Regions from separate parts of the Zea mays genome. Here regions 1 and 2 are each linked to region 3. Evidence: chromatin contacts called from public Hi-C data. All regions are on one chromosome and are shown on one strand. Each heading gives the region's core, a stretch centred on a gene start, on an enhancer-like site or on the middle of the called end of the contact. The rest is flanking DNA. Distances are from core to core; before and after follow the strand shown. Region 1 holds the start of LOC100281626 (40S ribosomal protein S25-1). Region 2 holds the start of LOC100273665 (putative calcium-binding protein CML48). Region 3 holds the start of LOC541861 (kinesin-like protein KIN-5C).

Evidence for each region. A called contact is a pair of places that touch in the nucleus more often than the background predicts.
Region 1: a contact with region 3 is called in a Hi-C map of tassel, with 2.2 times the contacts expected there. The contact joins the promoter of LOC100281626 here to the promoter of LOC541861 in region 3. A contact is called at or near these places in 2 of 25 Hi-C or Micro-C datasets (ear and tassel).
Region 2: a contact with region 3 is called in a Hi-C map of leaf, with 4 times the contacts expected there. The contact joins the promoter of LOC100273665 here to the promoter of LOC541861 in region 3. A contact is called at or near these places in 5 of 25 Hi-C or Micro-C datasets (bundle sheath, ear, leaf and 1 more).

The regions. Positions count from the first base shown.
Region 1 is chr4:54,175,489-54,178,907 of Zm-B73-REFERENCE-NAM-5.0, forward strand. It overlaps LOC100281626 (40S ribosomal protein S25-1), which reads right to left and starts at 1,742. Exons shown (of 4, transcript NM_001154545.2): 1 at 1,677-1,742; 2 at 1,526-1,600; 3 at 1,298-1,432; 4 at 469-782. The coding sequence starts at 1,679. The coding sequence ends at 669.
Region 2 is chr4:54,564,103-54,567,391 of Zm-B73-REFERENCE-NAM-5.0, forward strand. It overlaps LOC100273665 (putative calcium-binding protein CML48), which reads left to right and starts at 1,543. Exons shown (of 5, transcript NM_001148078.2): 1 at 1,543-2,411; 2 at 2,983-3,029. The coding sequence starts at 1,985.
Region 3 is chr4:54,355,066-54,358,341 of Zm-B73-REFERENCE-NAM-5.0, forward strand. LOC541861 (kinesin-like protein KIN-5C) reads left to right here and starts at 1,739. Exons shown (of 20, transcript NM_001349555.1): 1 at 1,739-1,889; 2 at 1,971-2,326; 3 at 2,406-2,544; 4 at 2,648-2,745; 5 at 2,825-2,981. The coding sequence starts at 1,863.

The DNA of each region.
Region 1 (3,419 bases), core at 492-2,991, 180 kb before region 3:
TATTAGAGAGGATATAATTGAGTTGAATACCAAACCAGGCATGGCATTAAAATGAGATATAATTCCAATTCTAATGTTTTGATGTCATTGTACTGAAGCTTGAAATTGTGCAATATAATTTCATGTAATTCAGTGGGATAAGGCTTTATATTGAAAGAGGTTAGTCCAATACCAAGGAATTGGACCTCTAATTCCAAATCTCAAGTCCACATGTAACCAAACAACAGAATTTATGAAAGATGTTTCCAATTTCCAATTTTATGCTCTAAAATCTACATCCAAACAAAGTATAATCAGAAAATAAACAGACTTAGGTTTACCACTCAATCTTTTTGTTAATGTGTTTAATAGAAGTTCGACATTATCGAGCGAAAGCTGACTAATCTCTTGGCTAATCTTACTTTGCCTCTACGCCCTAGAATTGATTTAAATCATGTAAAATACCATAGATCCATAAAACAAAAACCATTTAGGCCAAGTAACTTATAATTGGCAAACCATAGTACCAACTAATAGAAATACTCAAAATCTCTAAAATGTTGCCGTCACCTGGAACTCATCACCAGTAACATAACATTGGCAACTCTTGACAAAGATGGCAACTGTTCTAAAGACGAGCTCCTCCTGCAGAGAGGGCAGACAATGCATTTTAGACCTCTTCCCCATCCTTATGTATTGGTTGCCCTGGTGTAGATCTGCTGGCTTGAGTGGACCGAGACCATCCGAATGAGGCCACGCGCCATCAAGTCCTTGATGGCCCTCCGAGCAAGGGAGCCGTTGATCTGCAAGTCAACAGAACAAGTTAAGCTATTACAAAACAACACCTAATACAGGTACAGAATTTGATTCCTGATGCATACTGAACACATGGACATGCTACAATAGTCATGCTAATTGATAGCAGGAGCACACTCTGATGTGCATCACTGGAAGGTATGCAACAAAATAGTTTGCTATTAAAATGACACATGGATGTCACATATTCAAGATAAAAATCGTAGCAACAACTGCCAATTCAAATTACTACTCAAAAACAACTCACACAATGCCTAGCATACATGCGGCACCTTTCATACCTGCCAATTCAAATAAACTTGGAGCCATTAAGCTAGCCATCAGATGGAGCTTCAATGAATTAATCATGACTCATTACAAAATTCCAGGCTACTAATCTTACATGCAGTTGGCCAAGTACGATGGCATTACAGATAATAGACACTCATAGCAATTTAATTTAATCAACGTTGCGGCTGTGCACAAGGTTTGGATGCAACACAGATCTGGAACGAGTGATTACCCTCAGACGCTCGGAGAGGATGGAAGGGGTGATTTGCTTGTACTTGGGCACCTCCGAGAGCAGCTTGTCGTAGGTAGCCTGGTCGAACAGCACCGCGTTGTTTACCTTCTCCTTTAGCTTTCCCTTGCTCCACTTCTGCAAAACCAACAGGAACGAGTGCCGTGAGAACCCGAAGAAGCTGCACCTCCAGCAAATCGAAGAGACGAGCCAGTAGGAGAGAAGGGTCACCTTCTTCTTTTGCTTGCCACCACCGGACTTGGCCGGCTTCGACGACGGCGGCGGGGCCTTGTCCTTCTTCGGGGCCTGCAAGGATATACACGAAAAAGTTAGCGCGACAGGCAGTTGGGTCCAATGGCCGGTGGGGGGCAAGTGAGCGCACCATCTCGTCTGGTGGGCGTCGGCGCTAGGGAAGGAAGCGAAGGGGAGGGGTCTGCGGCGCCAGCGCTAGGTTTTGGTTGCGTGAGGTGGGGCAGTATTATATAGCGAGCCCGGTGCAGGTTCGACCGTCGGATTAGCGTCGCAGGAGAAAATACTGACGCACCGGGTCAGGAAAAAAATGAGGCCTACGCAACGGCCCAATAGAGGACTCATCCACTCGCTCGCCATGCAGGAGTGTTTCGTAGGAAGAACAGTCAGTGTAGTCTCTGATTTTTCTCAATCTAAAGTTAGACTAGTCGGTTGTCCGCTCGTTGCGACGGTTTACAATAATATTCATGTAACCTATTCACTAAAAAAAATTTAAGAATTTTTATTAATTGTCTCCGCTCTATGTATAATATTTTTTTAATTTGGCTAACTAATGTTATTATTTACTCCATCCAATATGTCTGGGTACAACATGACTAATGAAGTGAGCGATTAGAAGAGAGTTCACAACGACTGACTGAACGAACAGAGATTATAAAATGACATAATTCCACCATACAGATACCAAATAAGAGAAAGTTTGTGAGCTCAAGTTTCTAAAATAAGTCACATCAACTCAAACTTATAAAAAAGATAGATCAAAATATCGAGTGATTACTAAAATCATGCAGCAATAAAAACTAGATGTGCTCCGTATAAATTATGCTACTGCGTAGCAATTACTAACGTTTAAAACCAACAAATAATCTTTCATTTTACTGTTAGTGTGACAAATCATTGTTGCTCCATCCAATTCAGCAACCTCAAACACCATAGAGTCTATTGCGCCAATATGGTCTCAGAAACGACCTAATGCTTGCAAGAGCCAAGAACGTCGTGTCGTGCTTGGGCTATAGCTTCGACCCATAGTGCTGGTCCGGTCCGACACGATTATTATTTTTATTTTAAAAAAACATATATACATATATATAATTTATATTCAATATTAAAAACATTTGAGTATGATGTTAGAGAACATATCCTGTGCAATCACTTATCCTGGTGCAAGCGTGCAATCAAGCGATCTGGTGCATCCGATCTAGATCCAACGGTTTCACATGGAAGGGGTTAAAAGTAAAATAGGATGTTTTAGGTGTAAGGGGTTAAATATAAAATAACAGTCATCATTAGATCTAGATCGGATGCACCAGATCGCTTGATTGCACGCTTGCACCAGGATAAGTGATTGCACAGGATATGTCCTCATGATGTTATACTGGTTAGATAATTTTACCTAGTGTCTCTCGCCCTTCTTTCATCTGGGCATGGGTTCAAACCCCACCTCCTGCACCGCTTTTAACATTTTACGTTGATTTAATCAAATGAGCTGACGGGCTAACGGACTGGCCCGGTATAGTATGCAGGCCGGCATGACGTACTGCCTAGGCCAGAGTTGTGGCTCGCGCGCGTCTGGCCCATGTCGGGCCGCTATTTGGCCATTTATAGGCGTGCAACGGATTAATTTGAAATATTTATGAGGGGTTATTTGTAAAAAATGACGCGGGACGACAGTTGAAACTGGTGCTTTAAGTATAGTATAGATATATCTTCTCTAAACTCTCAAAATTATTAAAATTACCTTCTTATTATATATTAAAGAGGTTTTTAATATAATTTTTCTTCCTTTTTTATTTATAAAAATACATAATTTCTTGATAATAATTAAATTACAAAAATGTCTATATTTCTAAAAACATTGAAAATAATCTTCTAAAAT
Region 2 (3,289 bases), core at 293-2,792, 210 kb after region 3:
AATTTTTAACGACTTTTAGTGGTTTCCACCAAACGGTTTTTAGCTTTTTAACAGCTTACAGCCTATAGCAGTTTTTTCCACAGCTCACAGCCCACAACAACTTTTTTCACAGCCACAACCCAACCAAACAGACCCTTAGAAGGCTGATGTTCTCACATCGAGTTTATTAAAACTTGTACCAGATGCTTTTGGCTCACTTAGCTCCACCAAAAGGCAGAGGGCATGTGTTGAGCACTATATTTGGAACTTGAACGGCGGACGGTCTGGCCGTGTGGCCCAGACGGTCCACGCCTTAGAACTTTGGAATTAGCACGAACGGTCTGTGAATAAATTAATTCAGCCTGAAACCCTTATCCCTTGCGTGATTATCCTAGCAAATCTCGCGATAACTATTGGAAATCATCTAGGAATTGGTCTAGACCTCCTCCCCTACTATACATGAAGGGGTACGACCGATTGAAATACACAACAATCGATCTATCAACCCAAATCTACCTTATGCATTAGAAGTAGGAGTAATTTAGCTCTAGTTATAGTTGTCTAACCTCAATCTTTACCTCTCTTCGGCTCAACATCGTCTCGAGACGTCTTAGGTAGCATGTCGATCCAAAGACAACCCAAATATGCTTCCTCTCCGATAGTGTCCCCCACGGGAGGTGAGATATAGGTTTTACAGAAGATTTACAAAGCGCTCTGCGCGCCTCACGGAGGGTCCGCCGCTCACACGCGGACGGTCCACACGCCTGCACGGAAGACCGAAGACCTCTTTGCAGTCACATACGGTCCGACCACTCATCATGGACGTGTTGTGCGTCGACCCTAGAGTTCGTTGAGTGATTGGCCCCAACAACGAGCTAACACCTTTAAGATATTCGCAGCAGATCATGTAAAATAGAGAATTTACACTATAGACAATACTATTATATCTAAGCTTTGGAAAATATTGAAATGTTAAATTCTAAGCCAAATAGATTACTAAGTACTCCCTTCGTTCGGCTCTTACTTTTTTATGTGTATATTTAAATGGGTGATTATAAATCTAAATATATATAAAACACATACATCAATTATTGTATAAATCTATTAAAAATACAAAACGATCGGAGGGAGTAAATTTCAGTTCCTCCAAAACAAACACATCCAAACGGCACTTAACTCAAAAAAAGAAGAAAAAAAAACTGACGAATAATCCAACATGATCCGACTCGCATAACCAGACCAGACCTTAGCGTTTGATCGGATCTATCTACTTGAGCATATATGTAGAAAATGGTGAAAAGGCAGCCGACTTGTATAGTCAAACGTGTGGAGTGATAGGGCATCGGCGGCCGCGGGAAAGCCAGAGCCGCGGCTGCTGGTGGGAGCCTGACGACGACGACGACGGTGGCGCACTCGTTTGTTTGTCCGCAGTCGCGTAGCGCGTACGCTCGCTTCGACGCGGCGTGGTGGAAGATGGCGAAGTTGGGTACGGACAGACGGTTCCTTAGCCAAGTTGCTCACGCCCGCACGACTGCTCACAACATGCACGCGTCGTCGTCACGGGTGTTTCCTTCCCCTCTCCCCCCTTTCTCATCTCGCGGTTCTTCTCCAAATCTCGGAGAGTTTTGATCAGAAACTTCACGTCGCTTCCATGACGCGTGCAGTGCATGAGATCGGCATGGCCAACTCAACTAGCTAGGACGGACGACACGGAGAAGAAAACAGATCGCGCCAACACGCATAAGATGGAAAAAAGTGTATGGATAGATAGATAGATACTCGTCACACCGCATGCGCACTTGCGCAGCATCTGCTCCTGAATTCCTCCGTTCCTGAACCAGTAGATCATTTTGTTTAACAGCAGGGTGCAGGGCCCGTTTCTGTTGCTCGGCACCCGTCCCATCCCACCCACCTGCTCACGACGACAGGCCAGCACGACACGGAGGGAGGAAGTAGCCAGGCCACCTCGCCTCGCCTCTACTCTCCCGCGGTCCCGCCCCATACCATGTCCGACTACAACCGCTACGGCCACAGCTACAGCTACGGCGGCGGGTACGGCCAAGGGCCAGCGCCCTCGGCCCCGCCGGCACCGCACATGCCCACCGCTACATCCGCCGCCCCGCCCTCCTCCTCCTCATACGGCGCGTACGCCGGGTACCCGCCCGCCTACCCTCCGCCGCCCTCGCAGGCGGCGGGCGGATTCGGTCCCGCTGGCTCCGGCTACGGCTTCGTCCCCGTCGCGTTCCCGCCGGGGACGCACCCGGACGTCGAGCGCGCCTTCCGGGCCGCCGACCGCGACTGCAGCGGCGCCATCGACGAGCGCGAGCTGCAGGGAGCGCTCTCCTCCGCCTACCACCGCTTCAGCGTCCGCACCGTTCGCCTCCTCATGTTCCTCTTCAACGACCCCTCCTCCTCCACGCCGTCACGGATGGGTAACTAACCCCCTCCCCCCCTGCCTCCTCGAATCGATCTCCCCTTCTCTTCTTGCACGTTGCATCGAGGATTCCCGATAATTCGGCCTCTGCAAAATTTGATGCCGCTACCATAATATTAATTGATATAGAGGTTCAGGTTCGCAATGATGCATGCCTGCCACCCATCATTCTTCTGGTTGCACAGTGATAGTTGAATTTGTTTCATTTCTAATCGTTCTCTTCATACTGCAACTTAGAATATGTGCTCAAACCTGGAATCGCACGGTGCTAGTTGCTGCTGCTCCTTCAGATAATATGAATGCTCAGTGATGCTAATTTAGAATATGCGTAACTTAGAATATGTGCTCATAAGCAGCAGTTGGCGCTGCACGCCATCCTTTCTAATTTAGCGGAATTGTTCTTTCTGTTAAGGTAAAAGATTCTGAAAAGTAGCATTCATCTCATCCCTTTATTCGGGACCTCTGTTGCATTTTATTTATTTATTTTCTTCAAAGCGGCTATAACATTTCCCTTGTCAGAATGGTTGGTATACACAAGCTGCTGACTTGATGATGCTTCCACGTTGCAGGGCCAACACAGTTCGTATCCCTCTGGGATTGCCTTGGGCAATGGCGGGTGAGTGATTGCAGGGTTTCTCAGTTTACTTATAGTTATAAAAAGACTGCTCAATTGCTACAGTCTTGTTGTGCCACTGCTCCAATTTGTGATGCATAACGCTGTTTTTTTACATCTAAGTCACACACAATACCAAATGGTGTATACAAAAAAGTACCAAGACACGCTATCAACTTGTCTTCCGTTGTACAAATAATCTTAGGCATGATTGGAGTGGAGGCCATGTTTCTTTGTATGGCACAACTGGCGTTCAGATCATG
Region 3 (3,276 bases), core at 489-2,988:
GCGGTCGGATATGGTGGCGCCAGGGATCCGGGGGCGCGGCGGAGGCTGGGTCCACACGCAGGATCCGGGGGCGAGGGCTCAGTGCGGGCACGACTCGGGCTGGGTTAACACACGGGCGGGCGGGCGGGCGCGAGATCGGGGGCGCCATCCATGCCGGTCATCCATGCACGAGATCCGGGGGCGGGGGCTCGGCGGGGGCATGGCTAGGGCTGGGTTCACGCGTGGGCGTGCTCGAGATCAGGGGAGGGGGCACGACGGTCCGCGGGCGTGGGAGAGAGCACGACGGGGCACATAGGGTGCAGACGCCGCAGGACACGGGGGAGCGCGGTCGGGGCGGTGGCTCGTGAGACGGAGGCGACGGGGGCATGGTAAAGCATTGTGAACGTTCACATTGAGTCCTTATAGAGTAGTACAGATTTACAAAGTAGAGGGGAGACAGAGAAATATCAAAACGACGCACGACCCCACTAACAGGCCTATTGGGCCGAGCCCAGTTCACACACGTTGAGGGCTGCCTATCCAACGGCTCATAGCATAAATCTGACGCACCTGCTGTCGCAACCCCCAAAAGTTCGAATTCTCCCTCTTCCCGACCCGCACCCGCTCCTCAGTCCTCCCCCTCTTGATGCAGATATTTTGAAATCTAAGCCACCGCAGCCCGCCCGTCCAGCGCTGCTCTCCGCCGTCGCTTGCGCCATGTCGTCGCGACATGACAAGGAGAAGTCGGTGAACGTACAGGTTCTCCTCCGCTGCAGGTACTTGCCACGGGCAGCCGTCGATTTCTCACTCCCTCTCTCTCGCGCGCAGTCGGTTTCAGCCCCCACACCCCAGATCCGCCGCCCTTTGATCCCCGCGTGGTTGCTTCCGCAGGCCCTTCAGCGATGATGAGCTCCGGAACAACGCGCCGCAGGTCATCACCTGCAACGATTACCAGCGGGAGGTCGCCGTCACGCAGAACATCGCCGGGAAGCAGTTCGATCGGGTCTACGCCTTCGACAAGGTCTGCTGCCCTCTACCTCGTTTCTGACCACGTGATGTGGGAGTTTCAGTGACTGGATGCGTTTCCCCCACCCCATTGATGCTTGCATTTGTTTTTACGGCGATGTGGCTGTGGCTAGTTCTATTTCAGTGTGACCAGTTTAAAATTAGTGAATGATTGGCGAATCCCCACCAGTATTCTATTGTGTTTGTTCCCCTGGTTCATTCTGGGGGGACATTTAATATCTATGGCTGCTTAACAATGAGACCGGTTGCTTGCATCCAAACAAGCTCAATTTGCAGTGCAAGTGTTTAGCTTGTGAATTCAAACAATATTGTTTGACTATAATACTCTTGCTTAATGTGGAACACTCGTAATAAGCACCTGTTCAGGCTGTTCTGCACGTTTTAATTATGCTAGTATAGGCAATCATGTTAAGTTACTATCAAAAGCTTGGGCAATTCACTTATTATATTTTAACACCCTCTCATGTCTAACGTCTCTTGAGTCTCAGATGTGAAATAGGAGCGCACAACAATTTTTTTATTTTAATTGTGCTAATCAGGATTTGAACTCATGACTTTTGGGTGACTTTGATATCATATTAAGTTGCATGTACTTAAGCTGATAGGAAGAGGGCAATTCACTTATCTTATATTTCAACGGCTAGTGCAAGCCGCGCCACAGCTTTACTTTGTTTCAGGTTTGGCTGCCAGGTGCTGAACTGTAACATGCAGTGCCCTATTCCCAGGTTTTTGGACCGACAGCAAAGCAGAAGGAATTGTATGACCAGGCCATTATTCCTATTGTAAATGAGGTTTTAGAGGGATTTAATTGCACCATATTTGCGTATGGCCAGACAGGCACTGGAAAAACATACACCATGGAAGGCGAGTGCAGGAGAGCCAAGGCAAGTCTGCTGTTTTTTATGACTATTATGGTTCCTGGTTGTCTCATTCGCTGGTCACCGATTATGCAAGAATGCTTGCAGAGTGGACCGAAGGGTCAATTACCTGCAGACGCTGGAGTTATACCTCGGGCAGTGAAGCAAATCTTTGATACCCTGGAGAGGCAGAACACCGAGTACAGTGTTAAGATCACGTTCCTTGAGCTGTACAATGAGGAAATTACAGATCTTCTTGCTCCTGAAGAGATATCTAAGGCTGCATTTGAGGATAAACAGAAGAAAGCCTTACCTCTTAATCTTATGGAGGATGGGAAGGGTGGAGTTCTTGTTCGAGGTCTCGAGGAAGAAATTGTTACGAACGCGAGTGAAATATTCTCTCTGTTAGAAAGGGGGTCTGCAAAACGCCGCACTGCAGAGACATTACTGAACAAGCAATCTAGGTCAATCTCAGCCAGTCTTCTTTTGAACTATACCGCTACAACAAACTTTATGTGCTCATTACTACTTTTAACATTTTAGCCGGTCCCACTCTCTATTCTCAATCACTATTCACATAAAAGAGGCAACCCCTGAAGGAGAAGAGCTGATAAAATGCGGGAAGTTAAATCTAGTTGACTTGGCTGGGTCCGAGAACATCTCTCGTTCTGGAGCTAAGGAGGTATTGTATTGTGGAACAAGCTTGAATGCTACTTTTAAATACCTTCATCTCTTAGCATCAATAATATTCTATTCTGAAGTAATGCACTTCCTCTTGACTATAGGGCCGTGCAAGGGAGGCTGGCGAAATTAATAAAAGCTTGCTTACTCTGGGTCGTGTGATTACGGCATTGGTCGAACACCTTGGACATGTTCCTTACAGGTAAGCGGCAGTTGATCATGTAGGTGCAGATACAATAATTGCCGCTTGTTACCTTGCTGAAAGTTCTCCTATCTTTCAGGGACAGCAAACTCACAAGATTGCTGCGTGATTCATTAGGAGGAAGAACAAAGACTTGTATTATCGCTACTGTTTCACCCTCTGTGCATTGTCTCGAAGAAACCCTGAGTACATTGGATTATGCTCACCGGGCAAAGAGCATTAAGAACAGGCCTGAGGTGATATGGCTTCACTTTCTCAGTTTACAACCTTCGTAGTTTCCTTATTCTCGAAGCTATGACTGAAAATGTCAATTGAAAAATAACCTTGTGAACTTATTAGCTCTAACGTTTGTGATTGGATACTGGATACATATGGAAATGTTCTTATTAGATGGCATGCATTTTACTAGGTTGAAGCTGTCGAAGTGTATAAGTGGATTCTACCTCTTTCATTAGCTTAATCTTTTGGGTTGAACTGGTTAGTGTGTCCACTCATGGTATCAGAGATAAATGTCTCGAGTTCGAATCCTAG